2 separate regions of the Mus musculus genome follow, and region 2 is linked to region 1. The links are chromatin contacts, called in public promoter capture Hi-C maps. All regions are on one chromosome and are shown on one strand. Each heading gives the region's core, a stretch centred on a gene start, on an enhancer-like site or on the middle of the called end of the contact. The rest is flanking DNA. Distances are from core to core; before and after follow the strand shown. Region 1 holds the start of Nsmf (NMDA receptor synaptonuclear signaling and neuronal migration factor). Region 2 holds the start of Nelfb (negative elongation factor complex member B).

What was found. Promoter capture Hi-C pulls out the DNA fragments that hold promoters and counts their contacts.
Region 2: a promoter capture Hi-C map of neural stem cells shows a contact between it and region 1. The contact joins the promoter of Nelfb here to the promoter of Nsmf in region 1. A contact is called at or near these places in 6 of 39 promoter capture datasets (the HPC-7 cell line, HPC-7-derived erythroid cells, cranial neural crest and 4 more), 2 of 115 datasets of contacts at active chromatin or transcription factors (craniofacial prominence and pancreatic cancer cells) and 3 of 9 other capture datasets (adipose tissue, liver and pancreatic islet).

The regions. Positions count from the first base shown.
Region 1 is chr2:25,052,044-25,057,508 of GRCm38.p6, reverse strand. Nsmf (NMDA receptor synaptonuclear signaling and neuronal migration factor) reads right to left here and starts at 3,130. Exons shown (of 16, transcript NM_001039386.1): 1 at 2,838-3,130; 2 at 2,450-2,511; 3 at 1,373-1,873; 4 at 333-408. The coding sequence starts at 2,908. It overlaps Pnpla7 (patatin-like phospholipase domain containing 7), which reads right to left. Exons shown (of 35, transcript NM_146251.4): 31 at 5,325-5,465; 32 at 5,091-5,201; 33 at 4,872-4,956; 34 at 4,011-4,114; 35 at 3,437-3,838. The coding sequence ends at 3,716.
Region 2 is chr2:25,208,661-25,213,440 of GRCm38.p6, reverse strand. It overlaps Nelfb (negative elongation factor complex member B), which reads left to right and starts at 1,952. Exons shown (of 13, transcript NM_021393.3): 1 at 1,952-2,339; 2 at 2,569-2,732; 3 at 2,904-3,003; 4 at 3,357-3,587. The coding sequence starts at 2,094. Stpg3 (sperm tail PG rich repeat containing 3) reads left to right here. Exons shown (of 6, transcript NM_028961.1): 5 at 1-152; 6 at 269-882. The coding sequence ends at 402. It overlaps Gm22572 (a small nuclear RNA gene), which reads right to left; the gene lies at 4,714-4,780.

The DNA of each region.
Region 1 (5,465 bases), core at 1,881-4,380:
AACTCTGGGTCAGGTCCTCTGGCAAAAACAAAGATAAAAGGCCACAACTAAGTGGGTAGTCTGAATACAGGGAATGCCCATGAGGGAATGTAAGTGAGGAAAGGGGTAGGGAGAAGCAGAGGTCGGATGAGGCCTGAGGGAGCAGGCAGCCTGCCTGCTGGGGTGCAGAGCCTCAGCTTGGCCCACCCGCAGACCCTGCACAATGTGGCACATGCAGCCGTTCACAAAAACCCTAGGCTGAGCCAGAGTCCAGGCAACAGTTGTCAGTCCTTCCTGAGCCCTAGGAAGAGACAACCCAGCCCTGGGCTCTTGGCAGTGGACACCGAACTCACGCTTGCATAGTTGTGGTTGCCGTCTGGAAGCTGAAAAGGTTTTCCTTGGGGAACCAGGTACGGATGGGGACATCATCTGAAAGAAAAGCAAGGCTATGGCTGGCAAGGTAGGAGTCCTGAAGCCCAGTCCTCGCTCTATTTTGAAAAGACTCTGGGCCCAGGGGTAGGATGACTCTCAAGGAGAGAAAAAAGCTGATCCAGGGCAGAGTTCTGGGACATAACCTCCCACCCATCCTCTCTGACTTGTGGCTCATTTTATTTATTTATTTATTTATTTATTTATTTATTTATTTATTTATTTATTTAGAGAAGGGGGTATGGAGGAGGAGAGAGGTGGTTGTAAGCTGCTTAATGTGGTTGCTAAGAACCAAAACTGGGTCCTCTTGCACTAGTAGTGAGTGTTCTTAGTCTCTGAGCTATCTTTCTATCGCTTGGCTTGAGGTGGTCTCTGTTTAACGTTCTCTCTAGTGGTTCAGTGTGAGGAACATTCTCAGAGGTGTCTCTGCACTGTCATATTTTGTCCCCCTTGGACATAAGGTAGCCCTTCTTAGCTGCCAGCTGGCCAGACATTTCCCTCCTTTCATCCCTACCAGAGGGGTGAGAGGTCCTTAGGGTGCAGCCCACCTTGATGAGTTGTTCATTTCCTGGGGTCCCCTAGAGCTACTCTCTGCAGCCCAGGCATGGTGCACGGGGGAAGGATAGTCCCTAAGTACAGCATGCCTCAGGGCATCCCAGCCCTCCCTTCCAGCTCAGCATCAATAACCTCAGGGCCCAAAAAACTTCCCTCCCTTGTAGCTTCTGAAGATGGCCTGATCTATGTCTTCAAGGTCCTCCCAGGCCCTCTCCTCCAGGAAGTATCCTTGATAAACTGTGGTAGGTTGGTTTGTCCACAGTTCACAGGATTTGGGCGAGGAGGTGAGCTCAGATGGAAGGGACTTCATCCTGACTGCTATCACACCAGGGTACCCAGCTTTGCAGTGTTGGCTGCTGCTGCTAGAGGCCAGCAGGTATCTGCCCAGGCCCAAAGATAAGGCCCTCACCAGACACTCCATCAACGCTATACATCCTTTCCAGCTTCTTGTGGCGGCCAGGAGCCTCAGGTAGAGGTGGCTGCTCCAGCCCAAAGGCCCGAGAAGAGGGACCAGGGACCAGCTGGGCACATCCTGGGCACTCTTTGGAGCCCTGGCGGCTTCCTGCCCAGCTTTGGCAGGGCCTGCTGATGTCCTCCCGGCTGCTGCCTGGGCTGGCACGCAGGGGCTGGCTGTGGTGGTGAGGGTGCCGTTCCCGCTGTCTCCTCCCTTTTACCACTGCTAGCTCAATGGCTTCAGCTTCAGAGCCAGGTAGCAGGGCGGGCTCTCTAGAGATGGTGTACACGTGGGGCTGGGGGCCCTCTATAGCCGGCTTCCCGCTGACTGCCTCATCTGAGATGCTGCCCTCATATCGGCCATTGGAGACGAGGGAGAGGCGGCGCTTGTTCTGGGGTGCAGGTTGCATCTCTGGGGACCCGTCGTGGCCAGAGTAGGCGTCAGCCAGCAGGTGGTCTAGGGAAAGGCATCAGGTGAACCTTCAGCCTGATGGTCTACCCTCCCGGTCCTCTGGCACACTCAACAAGCCCCAACCTTAATGAGGGGGCTGAGGTTACTAGAGAAGGCTCTACCAGGTGGCCTGTTTCTCTGCTTATCTGGGCCTGAAGCCCTTGTGAGAGTGAGGATTGGGGCGGCAGGCAGGCCTCACTACCTGTGCATAATCATCAGAAGTTAAGAATAGACAGGCCGATATCCCCCCAAGAGCCTGCAGATACACCCATTTGCCTGGTGCCAATTCCTCCCCTCCCCCCACCAGCTGGCCCCCAGACAGTGGTGCCAGCCCTGGGGGTGCCAAGAGGCCTGTTGCCATGCCAACAACCCAGGCTGGGAGGGCGCCATGGAGATGGGTGACTGGAGCTCCTCCTAGGGTTCTGGGCCCTGGAGGGCAAGGGATGTGAGGTAGACAGGCCAGCAAGGTACCTGGGCTGGCTCACACTCCACTGGCCCTGGCCCTGGCCCTGGTCCTGGTCCTGGCCTTGGCCTGGGGCAGAGGACTCACCCAGAACAGCCTTTTGTTTCCAGTGTGCCTACCTGCACCGTTGCGGTTCTCAGGGTGACTCTGGGACAGGTACTCTCCAAACGCTCGGGCTGCTCTGCATGGTAAGCAGAGGGAACACGGGTCAGTACAAGCTGGCTACCAGCCTCCAATACTGGCAAGACCCTCCCTACCATACTTACCCCCACCCAGGCCTTCCACATCAACATGAGAAGAGGTGGGCTCTTCCCACCCACCACAGAGTGCCAGGGCATCCTGGTCAGAGACCTCCTACTACTTTCTGTCTAATCTGCCCAGCCTGTGGGCGTCAGGTTTTAAGGCCCAATGCCCACTCCGGAACAGGAAGATCACAGGGCATTGGGGTAGCAGCACATACCACAGAGGGTAGCCGGCAGCAGTAGCCGGTCAGCCCGGCCCACTCACCTTACTTTGGCCGCTACCGAGGACATGGCCTCGCTCCTCAGCGCCCTCCTCCTGGAGGCGGCGGCACCCATGGTCACGGCGCCCGCGCATCCCCCGGATTTCAGAGCGCGCCTCGCGCCCGCCGCCTCTGCCGGGGGAGCCGTACGGCGCCTGAGGTCGCGCTAGGTCTCAGCCTCAGGGTCAGGGTCAGACTTAGGCCCAGGCCCCGCATGGCCGCACCCAGCGCCCAGCGCGTCCAGCCACTGTAGGAGAGCGCGGCTGGACCCGGGGGCGGTGCTCCGCCTCCTGACGCTGAGCCTGAGTTGGCACCACCCCCATGATGACAGATAAGGGCGTGGCTAAAAGGCGGCTCCTCCCGGAGGCTTTCTTCTTGGGGGCATAAAAGTGATGCCCTTCCACTTAGGCCAGGGCCTGTGTATGCCCAAAGAAACCCTTGATTTAGGGGGAAACCCTAGTTTCCTTCAGACCCGGAGCATCCTAGCCCAGCCTAGAGTTGCTGCCTGGAAGCAAAAGGGTCCTGAAAGAACAAGAGATCACCCACTGACCTTCCCGACCTCAGGTCCACTTAGCTCTTTGCCCCTGCAACCTTTACACCAGAGTAAAATAGCCACACAATCAGATTAACGTTTATTAGTTCAACAATCCCACCTTCCCATGCCTCACAGAGGCGTCCGTGCTCCTCAGTACTGCTGTGGGGATACAAGGGTGCCGGGGAAGTGAAGAGGCCCACGACTCCAATAACACAGCCCATGTCTCTGGAAGAAGCCAGATGGCTATATCATCCAGTTTGATCTTGTCAGGCAACTGAAGTAGCCTCTAAGGAATGGGTGCAGCCTCAGTCTAAGGGTGAGGCCCAGGTGTTTTATTTATTTATCCAGTCAGGAAGGATGTTCCAGTCTTGGCCCCTGGTCATCTTGATTAGGGAGCCAAGGGAAGGAGTCCTGGGACTGTTCTGGGGAAGTCAAGCTGGGGGGTCCTTGCAACATCGAAGGCTCATATTCCTGGAAGCAAATCAGACATGGTCAAGATATGCAAAGTGGGGGCTTGCCCGACCCCAGACTGTATCACCTGGAGTGGGAAAACCAGTAGCTAGCCCAGAGTCAGGGACCAGGGGCAGGCCCTGTTTGGGGACCTCAGAGTCCGGCACAGGCAAGGCAGGGTTCAGCACCTCACCGAGTCAGAGTCTAGCTCAATCCCAGTGCTCTGGAAGTCAGCATACGTTTCCTTGGGGATGGCTGGCAGTTCCTCCTCATACTCGGTCTGATAGTCAGACTCATCTAGAGCAGAAGAGAGGGCTCCATTGGTCCTCTCTCCAAGGACAGTGGCTGTGCCAAGCAAGGCTAAAAGGGAAGCAGAACATGGCCATGCCCAGCCCCACTGTAACAGTTCCCAGAGAGCTGCCCAGTGCCAGGGCTGCCAGAGGAACCTCCAGACCCAGCAACACTTCACAGGCGCCTTTGTTCATCTCACGCCACAATGTGTCCTGTGTGTTTTTCACAAAAACATGACCCTCCTCACCTACTCCCTAACCACACATGGGGGCCGGGTCAGAGTTGTGTAAGGAGACCAGCACAAACTCAGCTCAGTGTTGGGGCTCTCACCCTGGGAAGACTCCAGAGCACCTTTCAAGTTCTTCTTTAAGATGGTACATGCAGCAGGGAATTCTGCAGAACATGTTGCTCTGTTGCAAGATGGGGGGCCCCATTGCAGGGTTGTAGATCAGAGCCATGTTGTTGGATGTGGCCCTCGGGCCTCCTAAGGCCTCCTCTGCCAGTAGGTTCCCCTTAAGGTCTGTGGTGTGGTTAGGATGCTCTATGGAGTGATGAGGGGGAAGCCTGAGTGGCCTAGGAGGCAATCCCATGTGGTGGGAACTGGACAGATGGGCTCTGGGTCTTGACACATGGAGAAGCAGTACTGAGCTTCTTGGCCAGTAGAGCTCAAGAGTTGGTGACTTCTTCAAGGGCAAGAGTGAGGGCCTAGTGTAGTGGAGTCCTACCACCTCTTTCCTGTCCCACTCTCCAGACATCTACTCACCATCCACTGCAGCCACCTTGGCCGGCTCAATCCGTGACACAATCTCAGCAAGGTCCGTGAAGGAGGAATTGGGGCAGGTGAACACCTGGAGAAAGGCAGAAAGCATGGCACATCACCTGTCTCAGGCTACACACCCGAGGGCAGGCAGAGTGGGTGCAGGGGATGCTGCTGGTACAGAGGACCCCTACCCTGCCCAACCTGACCCTCCTGCCCTCTCACCCCACAGTCCTTCCTCTTGCTTGTCCCCTGCTGGTCCTGCAACATCTTCTCTAGGACACCACTCCGGACCCAGATGTCAAACACTGTCCGCCCATGTTGATACCCAACTTCCTGTGTACATAGGAGGCCCCATCAGGCACTTGAGGAGGCCCCTCCTAGTGCTCTTAGAAAAGAGGCTGGAAAGGTAATTGATCCCCAGGTCCTCTTTTCTCTTAGCCAGCTGGTGATACTCACACAGATCTCATCAAATTTGCCGAAGTCCAGGGTGCGGTAACTGTCGATGGGAGGCCTCAGGTACTCACAGTAGTCGCTGTTCTTCACCATCTCCAGCTGCCGGACGCAGCACACATAGGCCAGTCGAGTCTGAATCTCTGC
Region 2 (4,780 bases), core at 703-3,202, 160 kb before region 1:
TACCCCACTCTTGCCTACCTCAAAGCCCTCTGGCGAGAAGCGACCCAGCCCCAACACCTATAACATCCTTCCTGGGTACCGTCTGCAGAGCACACGCTCACCTGCCTTCTCCATGAGCCGGTCTCCTGCGTTTGCATCCTGGGTCAGCTCCTGTAAGGAAGACATAGAAAAAGAGTCTTGGCCTGCTTGGGGTTGGAGTGGGGCTTGGGCCGCAAGGGAGGGGAGGGATGCTGGGGTGACGACTAGGGTCAGCTCATTCTCTCTGCAGCCGGAACCCCAGGTCCAGCTGCCTACTACGTGGAAGACTGCTACAACTCACGCTTCCCATCTTCGCCTGGAGTAGTTATTCAAGGAGTGCGCAGACCCAAGCGCCACGACACAGGCCCTTTCTGCACACTATAGGCCCATCGGGTATAGGTTGCAAAGCTGACCTCTCTTGAGGCTTACCAAGGCTTCCTTTGGAACTCTTTGTCTATAGCCGGCTTTCTGATCCTCTAGACACCCCTCACCCACTCTTCTGGCTTAGGCTGTCCAACAAGAAGAGTCTTCCCAGAGTCCCCTTTCACCCCACTATACCAAGATGCAAATGATTCTTCTGAACTGTGGTCTCTGGTGTGCCTGGTTGCCCATCCTTTGCCCAATGGGCTGTCTTGAATATGTGGCTTTCTGCTTCCCTGGTATTTCTGGCTTTCTCTGTTCCTGCGTGGTGTTCTTTTCTTCAGGATTGAAATGGCAGTCTGGGAACTAACCCTAAGCTTTCTGACCTAGGATAGAATAGGAAAAGGCAATGTGGGACAATCTAATCCACTCACCTAAGGTCCAGCATCTACCTGAGGATCAGGGATGCTTGCTGGGCTGAGGAACTATTGGGATGGGATGGGAAGTCAGAACCTGGGGTGCAGACACCTGTCTGCAGACAGCCTTGCCTAGCCCACTGAGGTAGGACCCAGGGAATCAGCTCACCAGACACTGGCCCTACTCCCCTGGAGCCTTGACCTGAAGAGTCAACTGGGTTTGGTAACTTGTGTTCTGAGAACCCACGCCCAAAGCCTTCCCACCCTAGCCCCTGCCCAATGATGGTTCCCTCAGCACTGTTGATCTGCCTTCCTACTTAGAAGTAGCCCCCTTCAGGAGCCTTGCCCTGCAGCTAGTAATAGCAATTTCTCCAGAGCTCTCTCCATACTTTCTTCCACACCCAGACACAGATCTCACTAAAGAACGTTTTTAAAATGTATTTTATGTGTATGGTGTTTTGTTTGCTTGTATGTATGTGTATGTGTGCTTAGTACCCAGAAGACATTAGATTCCTTGGAAGTGACGTTACAGAGCTGCTATGTAGGTGCTGGAACTGAACCCAGGCCCCCTGCAATAAGCAGAAAACGTTCTTAACTGCTGAGCTATTATTTTCCTAGCTCTCAGAGCTGATTTCTTTCTTTCTTTCCATCCTCCCCAGACAGGCCCTGGCTGTCTTGGAAGTTACTGTGTAAACCAGGCTAGTCCTGAACTAACAGAGAGTCTCCTGGTTCTACCTCCCAAGTGCTAGGATTAAAGATATGCATCATTGCCAAGTGTGACAGCACAAGCCTTTAACCCCAGCAGTCAGGAAGCAGAGGGTCTGAGTTTGAGACAACCAAGTCTAAAGTGTCCATGTCTCAAGGGGGAAAAAAATTGTACTACTAAGCCCAAACCAGAACTCACTTAAAAAGTGACTTCATTTATGCATATAAATGCATGTATGTCTGTATACCCCATGGTGCTTGTGGAGGTCAGAAGAGGGCATCAGATCCCCTGAAACTGTCGTAGGTTCTGGTTCCCAGAGAGCAGTCGAACTGAAAAGCTGAAATTTTCATCGTACTGACAAGAGCGCGGGCTAGAGTGGCTAAGGCCTCCGGAGATGGGGTAACTTCACATCTCGACCCCGCCCCTTGAGCACGTTCTCACGACCTCTCACTGGGTAGCAAGTCGCTGCTCGGAACCTGCGGGCGGCGGAGGCGTTTTCCCGGGGCCTATTGGCTGCTGGACCTAGGCAGTCAAGGGCGGAAGTGGGAGGTGTGGGTCCGTGCGAGCTGCTCTGCTGACGCGATCTGGCCACACTGGAGGCGGCGGGCGAACGGGGCTTGGGGGGTCCTCGTGGCACCGTGGAGAGGGCTTCTGGGGCTCCGTCAGGGTCCGCTACGGCTCCAGCGGAGCGCGGTGGGGATGGGGTACACAGCCGAGCGTCCGCCGGAGCCTCCGCCATGTTCGCGGGGCTCCAGGACCTGGGCGTGGCCAATGGCGAGGACCTGAAAGAGACCCTGACCAACTGCACCGAGCCTCTCAAGGCCATTGAACAATTTCAGGTGGGCAGAAGGGGCCGGGGCAGCTAGGGAAGCTGGACACAATTCGGCGCGCTCCCGACGCTTGGATGGAGGCGCTAAAGGTTCTGCGCTAGGGACCCGCTGAGTAACTGAGTGTTTTCCCTTTTCCGCTGTTACTATGGCGGACCCTAGTACTCGGCATCCGTGGTGTCCGTGCTGACTTGGCTGCGGCCAAGCAAAATGCGTACGCGTTTACCCTCTGCTTCTCCAGACAGAGAATGGCGTGTTGCTGCCTTCCCTGCAGTCGGCCCTGCCCTTCTTGGATCTACACGGGACACCGCGGCTGGAGTTCCATCAGTCAGTGTTTGATGAACTACGTGACAAACTTCTGGAACGAGTGTCAGCAATTGCCTCTGAGGGAAAGGCAGAGGAGAGGTGGGTCTCTACCAGGAAGCTGCTTATCTTTGTGAGTAGCATTGATGGTCTCCATGGCTGCACAGCCCTACCTGTAGATACAACCTGGAATGGAATGTGTTTGAGGGATTCCTCTTCTCTGTATGTTCTGCATGTGGAGACACACTTCCTCAGCTGTGCAAATCTGTGCAGGTACAAGAAGCTGGAAGACCTTCTGGAAAAGAGCTTTTCTTTGGTCAAGATGCCATCCCTACAACCAGTGGTGATGTGTGTTATGAAACACTTGCCCAAGGTGAGAACTGTGGGGCCAGCCTCTCAGACTGTGTGTTTAGTGCAGGAAGTTGCTTAGCTCTGGGAAAGTTTGATGGACTTGCCCTCCAGCAAGCTCTGGGCCCCTTCTTTATATCACACACTTCCCCTGGTTGAGCCAAATGGAAATATTTATCCCTTGAAGTGCAGGGTGGGTCTTTTGTGGGAAGAGGACTGTGGAGATTCTGGATGCCTGAATTCACCTGCTAAGAGTTGGAGGTCCATCACAGTCTGGGCTCTGTAGGGTCTGTGGGCAGCTGAGGCCTCATGGAGGCAGCTGTGTCCTCATGGCGACACAGGCAGGGCTTGCAGGGAGCTGTGGTGTTTACTGTGTAGGTTCCTGAGAAGAAGCTGAAGCTGGTGATGGCTGACAAGGAGTTGTACCGGGCATGTGCTGTGGAAGTGAAGAGGCAGATTTGGCAAGACAACCAGGCTCTCTTTGGTGATGAAGTCTCACCACTGCTGAAGCAGTATATCCTAGAGAAAGAGAGTGCGCTCTTCAGCACAGAGCTCTCTGTGCTGCACAACTTCTTCAGCCCTTCCCCCAAGACCCGGCGCCAAGGAGAGGTGAGATGCCTCTCAGGGCTGTGCGGCCAGCCCTTCATTCCATGCCTCTTCCCTGGGTGTAGCTCTTAGTTTGTTTCTGTGAGCATGAGCTTGTGTATGCAGCCTGGAAAAAGTTGGTTGGCAGAGGTTGTGGCAGGAGGATTGCTGTGAGTTTTGAGGCCAGCCTGAGTGACAGCAGATCTCATCTTAAAAAAAAAACAAAAACAAAAAAAAAACAACAACAAAAAAAAAACAAAACCAAAAAAAAAAACCAAAAAAAAAAAAACAAAACCAAAAAACCAAAAAGAAAAAAACTGAATGAAAGTTTTTACCTACTATTCTAACCTCTTACTGATGTTGGCATTATTCTAAATTCAAAATTTCCCTAAGTGGCTTACTTATTTATTTTTGAGACAGGACTTTCCAGTGTAGCCCTGACTGGCCTGAAACTCCCTATGTAGGTTAGGCTGGCTTTGAACTCACAGAGATCCACCTGCCTCTGTTCCCAAGTGCTGGGGTTAAAGGTATGGCCATCATGTCTGGCTCATAAGTGGCATCTTTAAAATGTTTTAAATTAATTTTAATTATTTGTTTGTGTCTCTGTACGTGTGTCTACAGCATGCCCACAGAGGACAGAGGAGTGGGATGCCCATAGTACTGGGTTCTGTTTGTGAGATGCCTGATGTAGGCACTAGGAGTTGGGCTGAGCTCCTCTGGAAGAGCAGGATGCTCACCACTGAGCCATCTCTCCAGCCCATAAGCATCATTTTTGTTGTTGTTGTTGAGAATTTATTATTACATTACTTATGTATCTGTGTAAATGACCATGTTGTGTAGAGACTAAAAGACAACTTCAGGAGTCTTATTTTGTTATGTTTTTTTGAGACAGGGTTTCTCTTTGTAACCCTGGGTGTCCTGGAACTGGCTTTGTAGACCAGACTGGCCTTGAACTCTGCCTGTCTCCATTTCTTGAATACTGGGATTAAAAGCATACACACCACCTCTGGCCACCTTGCCAGTTCTTAAGTCAAGACTTTTTAGCTAGTTTACTTTAGGCTAACACTGTTTAGTAGAAGGATAAGGTTATATAAGTCATTCAAAATTTTCTAGTGTCTACTTTGACAAAAATAGATGAGCTCTTTTTTTCTTTAATATGGAACAGTTCATGAATTTGTGTGACATCCTTGTGTGGAGACCATGCTAATCTTCTCTGT